Linked DNA regions of Mus musculus: all the other regions are linked to region 1. A link is a contact called in public HiCAR-type and HiChIP or PLAC-seq data. All regions are on one chromosome and are shown on one strand. Each heading gives the region's core, a stretch centred on a gene start, on an enhancer-like site or on the middle of the called end of the contact. The rest is flanking DNA. Distances are from core to core; before and after follow the strand shown.

Region 1 (4,367 bases), core at 716-3,215:
TTCAAGGAATTACTTCTCTGTTTTGGCCATTCAATCTCTACAACAAAGAATAAATTCTTAGCTACTTATCAAAAAAATATTAACTTATAGAAAGCATTAGGATACTATTTCCTCTTGTAAGGAGGCAGAGGCAGGAAGATCTCTGAGTTCAAGGTCAGCATGGTGAGTTCCAGGACAGCCAGGGCTACACAGAGAAACCCTGATTCTAAGAGCATCATTTACACAACTTTTATAGAACATCTCCACACTCTAGAATTTCCTCTACCAAGAAACTTAGCAGACCAGCCACATAAATGAAACATGCTTTTGGTTTAAAAAAAAGGGGGGGGGGGCAGGGACAGGCTGATCTCTGAGTTCAAGGCCATCCTTGTCTACAGAGAAGAGTCCAGCCAGGGCTAAACACAGAAGCCCTGTCTCCAGTGGGGAAGGGTATGGAGAGGGGATCAGGCTTATGGTTTCCATCTTTGTCTCTCTTTTTCTCTTTGGTTCGAGGTGCTAGAAATGAAACCCACTTGCATGGCAAGTACTGCCTTCTCTCTCCACCAGGGTGGTGATTTTTCCACACATTTGCCAGGAAAGAAAAATCAAATATAACTCAAGTAAACAGCCTAAGACCCATGTCGGGAAGCAAAAGCTATCTGTATGAAATCACAATGGAACTTGAACAAAATAGGAAGCCTGGGTAGATTCCTCAAGGACCTCACCAGGTAAAGAAGTAAAAATGACCCCAGGAAGCAGTTGCAGACTTTAAAATCTGCTCCCCCTAAGTCTTTAAATCCGAGATCGATTGGCTCTCAGATATAAGGAGCCAAACAGCTGAGCATATATAGCCTGTTAGATGAGCTGCCCAAAACTGAGAGGGGTCGTTCTCCCCGCCCCCCAATAACAGCGGAGATTGCATTCTCTCCAACACATAACCCAGTGATCTCGATTGGTTCCCCAAGACTTGTTAAATTAGGTGTTTTCTATTTATACTGACCCATTACACAACGCGGTGACCAGCCTTTTGGCTTGGTGTGCAGAGTAACAGAAATTTTCCGAACATTTCCCAAATATTTCCTGATAATTGTGACATGAGATGGTCCAATGAGACGACAAAATACAGGAGACACTCAAAAGAGTAAGAGCACCGTGTTCCCAAACGCCAATACCTCAGCACTCTAAAAGTCCCAACCGGAGTCAGAGGTTTCAACAGCCCCCAAGAAGCTGCATTCCTGCATTCACACACCCGCCCTGCTGTCTCTGCCCTCCTCACACACAACGGCTTCTTCCTCCTCCTCCTCCTCCTCCTCCTCCGCCACCTCTCAGTGCTCCAGGGAGGTTCACCCAGGCTCGCACGGTCACGGACTGCGAAGGGCTCAGTCCTTCAGCCTTCACGCCCGCTTCTCTCACACTCAAACCTCCTTCACCGTCTCCGTCTCTCTCAGGGTCGCACACACTCCAGAGCCACCCTCACGCCCACGGTTTTCCTCCTCGCACTCTGGGTTTTTCCGTCTACACACACACACAAACAAACACACACACACACACACACACACACACACACGGCCCCTTACACTCACCATCTCACAGTTTTTCACAAACAGTCCCCCTTACACTCGGGATCTTGCACACTCACAAAGCCACCCTCGGGGTCTCTCTCCCCACACACGCGCCCGCGCGCGCGCCTGCGTCTTCCTCACACGGCGGTCCACTCCAGGGATCCACGCTCCCGGCGTCCTCTTCTCAGCCGCCGCGTCTCTCCCGCGCCCTCCGCCCCACGCGGTTTCCGGCCCCGCATCCAGCACGCGGCCACGGAGGCCACGCAAGAGTGTTCGGCCGCACACCAGAACGACCCCGAGCCGAACCGGAGCCAGCCCCTCACCTCCTCGGCCTCGCCAGCTACCTCCTCGTGGCCCGGAGCTTCCAGGATGCTCGGTCGCGCCGTCGCCCCGGCGGCCGCTCAAGCCCCGCCCACGCCACGTCACTCGCACCGGATCGCGACAGCGCGCGCCGCCAGGGGACCCGGCTCGGAGCGGGGGCCCCAGGCGGCGTTGCTTCCGGGCACTGGAGCACGCCGGGGCCCTGGGCGATCCGCGTACCGTTACGGAGCAGCCTCCAGCAGGCCGCGCCCGGACTCTCCCCGCGGGCTGTGACTGGGGTGCGGTCACCCTCACCTGGGATGGACACTCCCCGGCTCCCCACGCAGTCACTTGAAGCCTCTGGGGCTCCACGTGAGGATGCTGCTGCTTGGAGCTCTAACGGGCCCACACACACCTTCTCCTCCTTGGCCTTTGGGGACTGCACGCCCAGTGGGACCCCAGACAGTTGACACAAAGAGCTCTGGACCGCCTCCCTATCTAGATAACTGCCTCCCTTCAGCCCGGGAACCCAGGAAGAAATACACTCCCGGGACCGGTGCTCTGACACTCAGTTCAGACTCCATTAGACCCAGGAAGGCTGCCACTTCTGGCTCTCTTCGCTTTGTCCTGGTCTCCCCCGACCCTGCTGACACCCCTCTTGGGGATGCTGGGACATCCTGACCTTTTCTTCTCCCGTTGGTTGCTCCTCTATCTCCTTTTAGGTTATCTTTTTCCTCTAGTGGCGCTGGCGTTCATTCTAAGACTTCCTGCCTTTTATATTCCACCGGACCTTCTAACAACTGACCAGTCTGGCAGGGATAAATATAGTCTAACGAGACAGTTGTGCTTTTCTCGTAGGCTATCAGACTTTAAAAACAAAACAAAACAAAAAAAAAAAAAAAAAAACAAAAAACAAGAACAAAAAACCCAAGAAATCAGTATTTCCTCCAGGAATAGCCTGCTAGGAGATCAAGTGGACGAAACATCTAAAGGAGGAACATATCTCCTGGCTAAATATTTACAACTTGTCAGATACCTTGAAAGAAACAGACTTGGGAGTTTGTTTGCAAGGGACCCCATTCTTTCTGCATTTCTCGCTTAAGATTTAAACCTTATTGAGAGATAAGTAGTGTGCCGGGCAATAGTGCCCATACCTTTAATCTCAGCATTCAGGAGGCAGTGGGAAGTCACTCTATGTGAATTCGAGGCCATCCTGGTCTACAAATCGAGTCCAGGACAGCCAGGGTTCTGTTACACTTAAACTTTGGAAAAACCAAATAATTAACTAAACCTCTCCTAAAGTGCTCTCCTTCCTCCTTCCTGATGAATGAAAAAAACAGGGACATGATCACTCCTAGGTATGGTTGAAGAGAAGGTTTTTTGTTTTTTGTTTTTTGAGACAGGGTTTCTCTGTATAGCCCTGGCTGTCCTGGAACTCACTCTGTAGACCAGGCTGGCCTCAGACTCAGAAATCCACCTGCCTCTGCCTCCCAAGTGCTAGAATTAAAGGCATTGCACCACCACTGCCCGGCGAAGAGAAGGTTTTTATTGTAGCTATTAGGGAGAGCACAGCCAGAGGCATTTGGAAGAATCCAGCCTGAACATAGCCAACAGGATAGACCAGGCCATGAGAGGTGACAGGGTGGGGGAAAGCAGGAAAAGAGAGAGAGAGAGAGAGAGAGAGAGAGAGAGAGAGAGAGAGAGAGAGCAAGCAAATGAATGAAGAGAGGTGGCAAGGACCAAGAGGCCATGAGAAGAACCAAGAGAACACTTAGCCAAAATGTCAGAGAGTATACAGGAAAGAGAAGCTGGTGAGAAATACTAATTCTTTTTTTTTTTTCTTTTGGTTTTTCTAGACAGGGTTTCTCTGTATAGCTCTGGCTGTCCTAGAACTCACTTTGTAGACCAGGCTGGCCTCGAACTCAGAAATCTGCCTGCCTCTGCTTCCTGAGTGCTGGGATTAAAGGCTTGCGCCACCACACCTGGCTCGAGAAATACTAATACAATTTCTTGATTGGGTAGTAACAGAGCCTGGCCTCGTCCACTTTAACATGTTAATAGGAACCACACAGCCTTTGGTCCCAGGTTTCTTAGGAAGTTAACAACCTATAGGCGTAGGATGCAGTCCTTGAGGACCCCTTGTTGGTGCTGCCCCTTTTGGGTTCTCGTCTTCGAAACCTTGATCAGTCTCTGACGCAGCTCAAAGGGGCCCTGAGTTCAGGCTCCAGCTCCAAAGAAGGAGCATGGCAGGAATCCAACAGATCTGAGGATGAGGGAGGCTCCCCAGCACAAGCCAGCAGCCAGACTCTGATTCCCTAGCAAGAGGAAGGGTAGTACGGGGGGTGAGGGGTGGGGAGCAGGATATGAGACCACCAATACTTCTTTGATGTAAGCTCCCTACCCCACCTGAGAAACGCCATTACCAAGAGATCCACAATGAGTCAGGCAGTGACTATTAGAATTTGGGGAGGGGAAACTGCTGTAGGTATTGCAGCCTGGGCAGCAGCTGGACACCCTTACATCCTT
Region 2 (4,367 bases), core at 523-3,022, 250 kb before region 1:
AAGTATTTTGTTATATTATGGGTCTCTCTGTGGGTATTGTGCAAACCCTTTTTCCCCTCACGAAAATAGCCTTATAAAGGCCCATATTATATTCCCCAAGCCTTCCCCTTTGCAACAATTAGCCAATCGTGTCAGATTATAGGATCAAGCTTCAATTAACGGGATGAGTTTCAGTCACCACCTCTGTGAGGGAGAAAAGACGGAAGTCACCCTGGCAAACTGTGGTTTTTAGCTCAGTTTTGGTTCAGTTGGACCATTTTTACAAGAGTTCAGAGCCCTGCTAGGCTTCTTTCAACTCTGTGCGATCCTTTCTTCCTCAATGCCTTGAGCTGAGATTTTTTTCCCCCGTTTCTAACAATTTTGTTCCTGTGAGAGCAGGTATCCAAGAAGCCAGAGCCATCAGGTCCCCTTTAACCTGTATTACAAGGTGGATGTGTACTTCCTGCCGTGAGTACTAGGAACGAAACTAATTCTGCAAGAGCAGCGTGTAAAAGCTTACAGTGTGTGCTCTTAACTGGAGCGCCATCTCTCCAGCCCATCCTTATCATTTTCCAGGAGGTGCTGGGAATTGAACCTAGGACCTCACACATACTAGGCAAGTGATCTACCACTGAGCTATAGTCCTAGTTCTTACCTTCAACTCCAAAGAGAGTTCAGATTATGTTCTCATCAAAGTAAAACGGACAGCCTCAGAGCTTATGTCCAGAAAATGCCCCTTTTGCTACAACTAAAAAGTGGGTTGATAAATCTGTCTCTTACTAATTAACCTGAAGCCGGGGCTATGGAGGGTGCGCACTATTATACATTTGTTAATGGGGAAAGAAAGAAAGGAAAATAAAACGAGTGGGGCGGGGGGGGGGGCAAGAAAAGCTGGAGCTTGTCTGACCAGGTTTGGCTGTAATGGTGGTCTCCGACTCAGCGCCCAACCTTCACCGGCCTCTTATTCTAATAGGTCTCTTCTGCCCCCCTACTATCTCTTTATGGCCTTTGGATGGGAAGCAGGGGGCTTTTCTATTTTGTCCCTCTATCCTCCATTCCTCACTGAAGAGTTCTAAGAAGTGCACACTGCAATAAAGTCTCAGTGCTGACACCCCCAGAACACTTCCTCTCACAAGATCGCACTTCCCTAGTCTCCTCTTTAACTCCATCCTTTCAGAAATCCTGCTCTGCCCAGGGCTGGGCACTTTGGGAGGGGTTTTCTCCAGAGGAGGAGACTCAAAGCGATCCAAACTAAGACTCTCTATACCTATACCAATAACTGTTCCATACAGACTCCGGGGGCCTCTCAGGGTGGGATGCTCCGGGCGGTGGGGGAAGGCTCGGCTCACCTGGGGCTTGGCCGTCGGAGGTCTCGGGGCCATTCCTGCCTCAGTGTGTGCTGGCTATGGTCCAGGGCTGAGGAGAGAGGACAGGATCCACTCACCGGGCTACCCCGAGGCCCCACCCCTTCAGCTCTGCAGCCACTTCGGCCGAAACGTGGGGAGGAGCCCCGCCTTCTCCTGCTGCTCTTCCCAAGGCCAAATGAAAGGCCCCACAGCTTCGGGACAGTTCCTCCGGCCACGCCCAGTCCGTCCGCAGGATGGTCGGCGAGGCCCGGAGGACAGCCTCCTACCCACTGCACTCGGAATCTGCCTCCGGGGCTTCGGAATCCGCGACCTCAGGTCCGCCCCTCTAGCGCCCGCTGCAGTTTCTTGTTCCCGGCAGTACTGCTCTGCAACAACAGGGTCGGACAATGGCCACAGCGGCGGGCGCAGAGCCACGAGTGCGACTGCGCACAATGATCCTCGCGCCTGCCCATCCACGGGTGCAGAAACTACGATTCCCAGCTATCCTCGCGTGCCCGCCCTGCAGAGGTCCTGCCTCCTAGTGGGGGGCTGCAGTAAGAGCACAAGAAGGCGGGCAGGTTAGGTTCAAAGTTTTTCTTTGGTATGTGTGTTTTCTGGAGCTGCTGGAAAGGTTCAAAGTTTTTGTCGTGTGTGTGTGTGTGTGTGTGTGTGTGTGTGTGTGTGTGTGTGTGTGTGTGTTGGAGCTTCTAGAAATTCTCACCGCTCCTTCTTTTCTTTTCTCCTTCTCCTCCACCTCCCATCCCGTTCCCTTTCCCTCCCCCCTCCCTCTTTCTCCCTCTGTGTAGCTCAGGATGTCCAGAAACTCACTCTGTAGACTCAATTCTCAATTCTCTTAGCACACAAGTGGCTAAGGATCGGGAGTTCAAGGTTATCCTAAACTGTGGTTCAAGACCAGCCTGGGCTACAAGAGACCTGGTCTTACAAGCCAAAATAAATAAACAATGCATGCACGAATGACTAAAGTGTATAATTCAATAGACTTTAGTACATAAAAAGAGTTGCACAACCATCGTTGTAGTCTCCTCTTTGAACATTTTAATTAGCCACAAAAGAAAAAAAATCATGTACATTAATAACCGTCCCCTCGTCCTAACCCACCTCCTCTCGATCCCGGGCAACCACTGACCTGTGCTGTCTTTGTGACAAATCTGTCTCTTCTGGGTATCTCATAAGATCAGGCAATATGAAGTTTTATGATTGGCTTCTTTCAGTTATTACAGTGGTTCTGAGTTCATTCACATCACAGGAGTCTCTATCCCATTCTTTTTTAATGCTGAATGAAAGATCTGATTGCCCGAGTGTACCACATTCATTCATCAGTTGGTAGCGTCTGCGTTGTTCACACTGTGAGATTTTATGCTTTTATCTTCAAAGCAACATTACAGAGGATATGTGTGTACACACGTTTATGGGGGTGCAGTTTCATTGATCTGGGGTAGATACAGAGAAGTTGAATTATAGAGATTTGGTAGCACCATGTTTAGCATTTGAAGGAACTGTGAATGTTTTCTAAAGAGGCTGTATCACTTCCATCTTTTTTTTTTTTAAACTAACAGCATATAGATTTCAACATTCCTACCCACACCTGTTACTATTTGTCTTTTTATCACAGTGTTCTGTGGATTTTTGCTGGGATGCGGGGGCGGAGAAAGTATAAATAACAACAAACCCCTTGGAAACTCTGCAAATACTTTCCACACTAGACAACAGTAGCAGACAGATACGCACAAAACAGAAGTTTAAGAGACCCTAGAAGGATTCCTAAGGCAGAACTTTCAGTAAGAAGCACAAAACACAGGCTAGGGTAAGGCTCGGCACCAGGCACTACAGCTCGTTCCCCAGCGCTGGCAGCCACACAGCTCACAGATGGGGGCCAGAGTATCTCCTAGGGACCCCAACACAAACAAACGTATGTATGTATGTATGTATGTATGTATGTATGTATGTATGTATGTAAAACGTATTTGCCCATACCTTTTATTCTTGCAGGGGGAGTGGTGGTGGGTGCAGAGACAGAACGATCTCTGTGACTGTGTCAGTGTGTGTGTGTGTCTGTGTGTGTTGGGGAGAGGGAAGTTGGACAACACTTGGGAGCTGGTTGTCTTTTTCCACCTTTCGACGTTTGAATTCAAGCCTTCAGGTTTTCTCTGCAAGTGCATTTACCCGTCCAGCCGTCTCTCTGGCCCTATGACGTTATTTGTACGCATTGTCTACAAGATTGGGGGGTGGGGGGCTTCAGTTTGTTCAAAGACCATTGTTTATAAAGCCTGAAGTTGCCATTGGAGAGGGACCAACTAGACCCTTCAGTAGGCAAGGAGCCGCATTCACAGCAGTAAGGCATGCAATGGAAAACCCAAGCTCAGAAGAATTTATTGACTCTCTAAATTGTCCCGCACAAGGGCTGGGGCTTGCCAGAGGTCGAGGTGTAATTAGTTCCGGTTTGCGGTTGGCTGTTCAGGTGGTTGTTTCGTGCAGGCAGTGAGAGCAGGGATAAGCTTGTGAGTAGCGACTCCCTGGATCAACAGGCACAGCGCATGATGCTCTTTTCTCATGGTCCAGGAGTGGACCTGCAAAGCCGGGACCCTTAGGATGCTCTTAGCCACGGGGTCCTCCAAGGGTAAGTGTGGCTCTCTGCCCTGGTCCCTGGGTAGCGGTTATTGTTTGGTGCCAAACACAAGAATTAAGAAGCTGATCAAGGAGTGTTTGTGTCCTCAGCAAGTTCAGAACTGTACATTCACAGAACTACCAGACGTCTAGCCTCTTAGAGCTGTCTCTCTGACAACGGCCTCCACATATGCTTCAGATTCCTGGGTTTTGAGATGGAAAAGACAGAACGTGCTGGGACACGGAGGAAGAGCCCCAGGTATCCGAGTAGTGCCCTCCCCCACTCCCACCTGGTGCCCTGGTGGGCAAGAGGCCACCCTTTTTTGCCTAAGAGGTGGATACTGGACTCAGTGTGACCTTGTTCAAGCTTGGGGGAGCCAAAGAAACCGGTTAATAACGCCAGATGCCTTACTCCGC
Region 3 (4,367 bases), core at 1,086-3,585, 230 kb before region 1:
TGACACAGGGCAACAACAGAATATCAGAGAAGAGTCCTGGTGAGGATCCAGTATTGATGGTGTAGCAGAGACCAGAGGACAGAGGCTTCAAAACAGTCTAATGACTCATTCCAATGAACATTCGCAAATAAAGAGCCGTGGACAAAAGAGGTATTCAGTGGGACACACTGTGACACACTACAGCCTCCACAACAAGAGGCTTTTAGTGCTTATTTTTTTTGTTTTTGTTTTTGTTTTTTATTTTCGCTTGGGGGGGAGGATTGCAAGGGTGGAGGGTGGGCATGAAGGGACAGGGAGATGAGTGGGATTGGAGTACCTGAGGAGAAACTCACAAGGAATGAGTAAAAATTTAAAAAAGAGAAAAAGATTTCCTGAGCTAAATAAGTCCCTATTATAGGTAAAGTACCACCAGCAAGATGAAGTTCCCACTTCTCTCTGGGCAGGCTGGGTTCATTCCTCACTGTGTTTAGCAGGAAAATGAACACACGGTACTGTCTACCTTCAAGACTATATAACAAATTAAGCCACAGTGAAAAGAATTCTCTTTAGCCCTTAAGTTTCCCTAAATGGAAGTTTAGAGATGTCAAAGCACTTCCCAGGAAGCTGATAAGGCACAGAAGGACGGGACATGGTGGCACAAGCCTATAATTCCTGTTCTTGGGATACTGAGGCAGGAGGATCGCAAATGGAAAATGAGTCTGGGCTACGTAGGAAAACCTTGTCTTTATAACAGCCAAGGCCTAGGCTGTCAAGATGGTTCAGTGGGTAAAGGCACCCACCACCAAGCCTGATGATCTAAGATATACTCCCAGGACCCATGTGGTCGAAGAGATCTGACTACCACAAGTTGTCCTCTGACCTCTACATTCATGCACACAATATAGATGCCCAATAACTAAACAGATAAACAAAACAAACAGAGTTGAGAAACCCCAAAGGCCAGGTGTGGTGAGACACTTCCATAACCCCAGTGGGTGGAATCAGAAGGTGGAGTCAGGAGGAACACATGCAGGCATGCGCAAAAAAGGAAGAAAGAAAGAAAGAAAGAAAGAAAGAAAGAAAGAAAGAAAGAAAGAAAGAAAGAAAGAAAGAAAGAAAGTAAGTCAGGGAAGTGACCACCTGGGCCTCAATCTGCTGACACTAATGGAACTTGTACGAGCCACCTGCACTGGGCTAAATACTTTCAGGTCCTTGCAGCCAGCCATCCCAGTTTGCTCAAGATTGAAACCCTTCCTTGAACAGAAGATTTCTGGTACAAAAACTGGGAGAATCTGACAAGCAGGACCTACTTGTTTGCTTTACATTGAACTTCATGATACCTTATAAAGAGACAATATTTCCATATTCATTTTAAAGATAGGAAATCTAGCCAGGCAGTGGTGGTGCACGCCTCTGGAGGCAGAGGCAGGCAGATTTCTGAGTTCTAAGCCAGGCTGATCTACAGTGCTAGTTCTAGGACATTGAGAGCCACACACACACAAAACCAATAATAATAATAACAATAATAATAATAATAAGGAGGAAGAGGAGGAGGTGGAGGAGAAGGAGGAGAGAAGGAGGGAAGGAAGGAAGAAAAGAAAGAGAGAGGAAGGAAGAAAGGAAGGAAGAACGAAAGAAAGAAAGAAAGAAAGAAAGAAAGAAAGAAAGAAAGAAAGGAAGGAAGAAAATCTGAGGCTTACAAATATTCTATGACTTGTTAGATTTCAGAGCCCATAAACAACAGAAACAGAATTGGAACCCAGAAACTTGACCTTTACAGTCTGCCAACTCAACAATCAAGCTATAACAGGACTATTCTTCAAAGATGAGATTCTGAGAGGTTTGACTTGTGAGGGTTGTATATATTTGAGAAAGTTGCCTGCCTGCTGGAGAGAGGGTTTAGAGAATTCATGCGATTTTTGAAAAAGACCAGAGCCTCATACGGGTTATCAGGAAGACGTTGGGGTGCACAGTGAAGGCTGTGCTGGACTCACTTCCTTTACTCTTAGAGACAGAAAGCGCTAAGCTGTGAGACCAGGACTGGACACACTCCCAGGGAAAGGAGAATCTGACAAGCAGGACCTAGTTGTTTGCTCTACATTGAACTTCATGAAACGGGGAAGACGGGGCCAGGAGAGCTGGAGTAGGTCCCGAAGGTTGTGAAATCTCCTCTCTAAGAGGGTTTCTGAAGGGGAGGATCTCTATTTAGCTGCCGTAGCTCAAGCTTGACTTGAATAACTGTATTTGGGATGTGGGCCCCTCAAGGACCTTGATTTGGGGAGGCAGGAAACAGCTCCAAGCTTTACCAACTAAGCAAGACAACTTCCTCTTCTGTTGGTTTTGGTCAGCAATTAGCAGATGGCTTTGGGAGTCTCAGTGGGACTGACTTCCCTAAAATCCACCCTGTAGGCTCTGATTCCCTGAGTACTGACAATCTGAAGATCATAGCTTTGTGTGGAAGAACGAGTTTTATTTTTAAAATTGCCGTAGTCGGAATCTCTGCTTGACCTGGTAAACTGCAGCTTGTTCACCAACTGGTCAAATTCCCTTAACTATATATAAGTACTGGCCTGGGGATGTGAGTCCAGGCAGTTAGTTAGATGATAGCTGAGTCTACAAACATTTGGTGGCTTACCTCGCCAGCCCTTTCAAACTCTGTGCCCTGGTTGAGAACTCCTGCTCTTCCTGCTGAGTCCCAAGAGAACCTCTAAGTGTCCCTCCTCCCACTTGGTACTTACCCTGTCTGTGACTCTCCTCTGGGGACACTGCAGTCATCAGCATGGTGGCAGAGACCATCGTGCCTACATTAAGAATGGAATGTGATGATGTAATTGTATTATAATCTCAAAAATAAAAACATTATTTTAAGGAGATGAAATGTGAAAAGGGGGAAGGGAACGAGGCCCCTCAAGTGCAAGCCTTGTGTGCCACCCCTTGGAGAAAAGGCTACTGGAAACACAGTTACTTAGTCCCTTTGGGGAGTGGGGCCTCTCTACAGAAAGAGAATGATATCTTGGCCTTGGTGTATGGATTCACCTTGACATGACTGCAGCCATCTTGATTCATATAACCACCACAATTGTCAACTAAGAATAGCCTTAGTTGTTTCCAAACAAACTATAAATGAACAAATCTATTATGATTGGAGCCTTATACTTTGACTCTGGCTCCACAATAGATTTGGTATTAGCCTAAGATAAACTAGATACATTCCAGCTAACACAAATATTTTCTGACTCAAGTTACAGGGATCTAACTGGTCCTGTTGTTGCTCAGGGCTACATGGCATCAGTAATTTCCACCACTAATTTAAAACACACACACACACACACACACACACACACACACACACCACACTTTAATTTATGCATAGTAATAGAGTTTACATATTAAAAACACTATAATGGCTTGCAGCCAATCATTGAACTGAACACGGGGGGCGGGGGGAGGGGTTCCCGGTGGAGGAGTTGGAGAAGGGACTGAAGGAGCTAAGAGGGTTTGCAGTCCCATGGGGGGAGCAACAGTGTCAACAGGCCAGATCTCTGGGAGCTCCCAGGGACTGGACCACCAACTAAAGAATACACATGGAGCAACCCATGGCGCTGACCACATATGTGGCAGAGGATGGCCTTGTTGGACATCTATGGGAGGAAAGGCCCTTGGGTCTGAGGGTATTCCATGCCCCAGTGTAGGGGAATGCCAGGATGGGAAGACAGGAGGGGGTGGGTGGGTGGGGGAGTCCCCTCATAGAGGTAAGGGGAGGAGAGATGGGATAGAGGGTTCCTGAAGGGGAGACCTGGAAAGGGGAAAACATTTGAATGTAAATAAAGAAAATATCCAATAAAATAACCCACTATAATGGAGTGATTTGCTATAGTTTTTTAAATTAAAAAATATTTATTTATGTTAATATTTTGTGTGCCTGGTACCTGCAGAGATCAGAAGAACTCATTGGTTCCTAAGGTTGGAGTTACAGGTGATTGTGAGCCACCATTTGGGAGCTAGGAATCAGGGCCTAGGTCCTCTGTGAGATCGACAAGTACTCTTAAGTACTGAGCCAATTCCGCAGCTCCTTGATAGAACTGGCTGGTTTTTTGTTTTTGTTTTGTTGTTGTTGTTGATTGAGACAGGGTTTCTCTGTGTAGCCTTGACTGTCCTGGAACTCACTCTGTAGACCAGGCTGGCCTCAAACTCAGAGATTTGCCTGCCTCTGCCTCCCATGCTGGGATTAAAGACGTGCCTCACCATGCTGAACCCCCTTGATATAGATTCAACCATTAGATAGATATAAGAAACTCAGAAAATTTCAGTTTACAACCCCCTCCCCGACAAACAAATTTCATTTAATTTTTAAAAAATTTTTTCCTATGTGGGTCATTTCAACAAAT

What was found. HiCAR-type assays count read pairs that join an accessible place to other places. HiChIP or PLAC-seq counts read pairs in DNA pulled down with a chosen protein or histone mark.
Region 2: a contact with region 1 is called in an H3K4me3 HiChIP or PLAC-seq map of pro-B cells, with 4 times the contacts expected there. The contact joins the promoter of Zfp90 here to the promoter of Slc7a6 in region 1. A contact is called at or near these places in 6 of 39 promoter capture datasets (the 3T3-L1 cell line, the C10 cell line, the SN4741 cell line and 2 more), 2 of 15 datasets of contacts at CTCF or cohesin (large pre-B cells and pro-B cells), 18 of 484 Hi-C or Micro-C datasets (the AML12 cell line, the C2C12 cell line, the N1E-115 cell line and 11 more), 18 of 115 datasets of contacts at active chromatin or transcription factors (the SCID.adh cell line, T-cell acute lymphoblastic leukemia, astrocytes and 13 more) and 4 of 9 other capture datasets (adipose tissue, embryonic stem cells, liver and 1 more).
Region 3: a contact with region 1 is called in a HiCAR-type map of fibro-adipogenic progenitors, with 2.8 times the contacts expected there. The contact joins the enhancer-like site here to the promoter of Slc7a6 in region 1. A contact is called at or near these places in 7 of 39 promoter capture datasets (the 3T3-L1 cell line, the C10 cell line, frontonasal cranial neural crest and 3 more), 2 of 15 datasets of contacts at CTCF or cohesin (large pre-B cells and pro-B cells), 26 of 484 Hi-C or Micro-C datasets (the AML12 cell line, the C2C12 cell line, the N1E-115 cell line and 14 more), 21 of 115 datasets of contacts at active chromatin or transcription factors (the 230-238 cell line, the NIH/3T3 cell line, T-cell acute lymphoblastic leukemia and 16 more) and 4 of 9 other capture datasets (adipose tissue, embryonic stem cells, liver and 1 more).

What each region holds. Positions count from the first base shown.
Region 1 is chr8:106,166,452-106,170,818 of GRCm38.p6, reverse strand. Slc7a6 (solute carrier family 7 (cationic amino acid transporter, y+ system), member 6) reads right to left here and starts at 1,965. Exons shown (of 10, transcript NM_178798.4): 1 at 1,865-1,965.
Region 2 is chr8:106,412,732-106,417,098 of GRCm38.p6, reverse strand. It overlaps Zfp90 (zinc finger protein 90), which reads right to left and starts at 1,772. Exons shown (of 4, transcript NM_011764.4): 1 at 1,329-1,772. The coding sequence starts at 1,361.
Region 3 is chr8:106,392,534-106,396,900 of GRCm38.p6, reverse strand. No RefSeq gene overlaps it. Among named protein-coding and RNA genes, the nearest start is that of Gm34026, 5.3 kb to the left of the region's middle. Within about 2 kb of position 2,335, at least 40 of the 459 cell types and tissues checked have an H3K27ac peak or open chromatin away from gene starts, as enhancers often do. A contact at or near this core is called in the 230-238 cell line, adipose tissue, bone marrow-derived macrophages and 3 more, where this site is marked.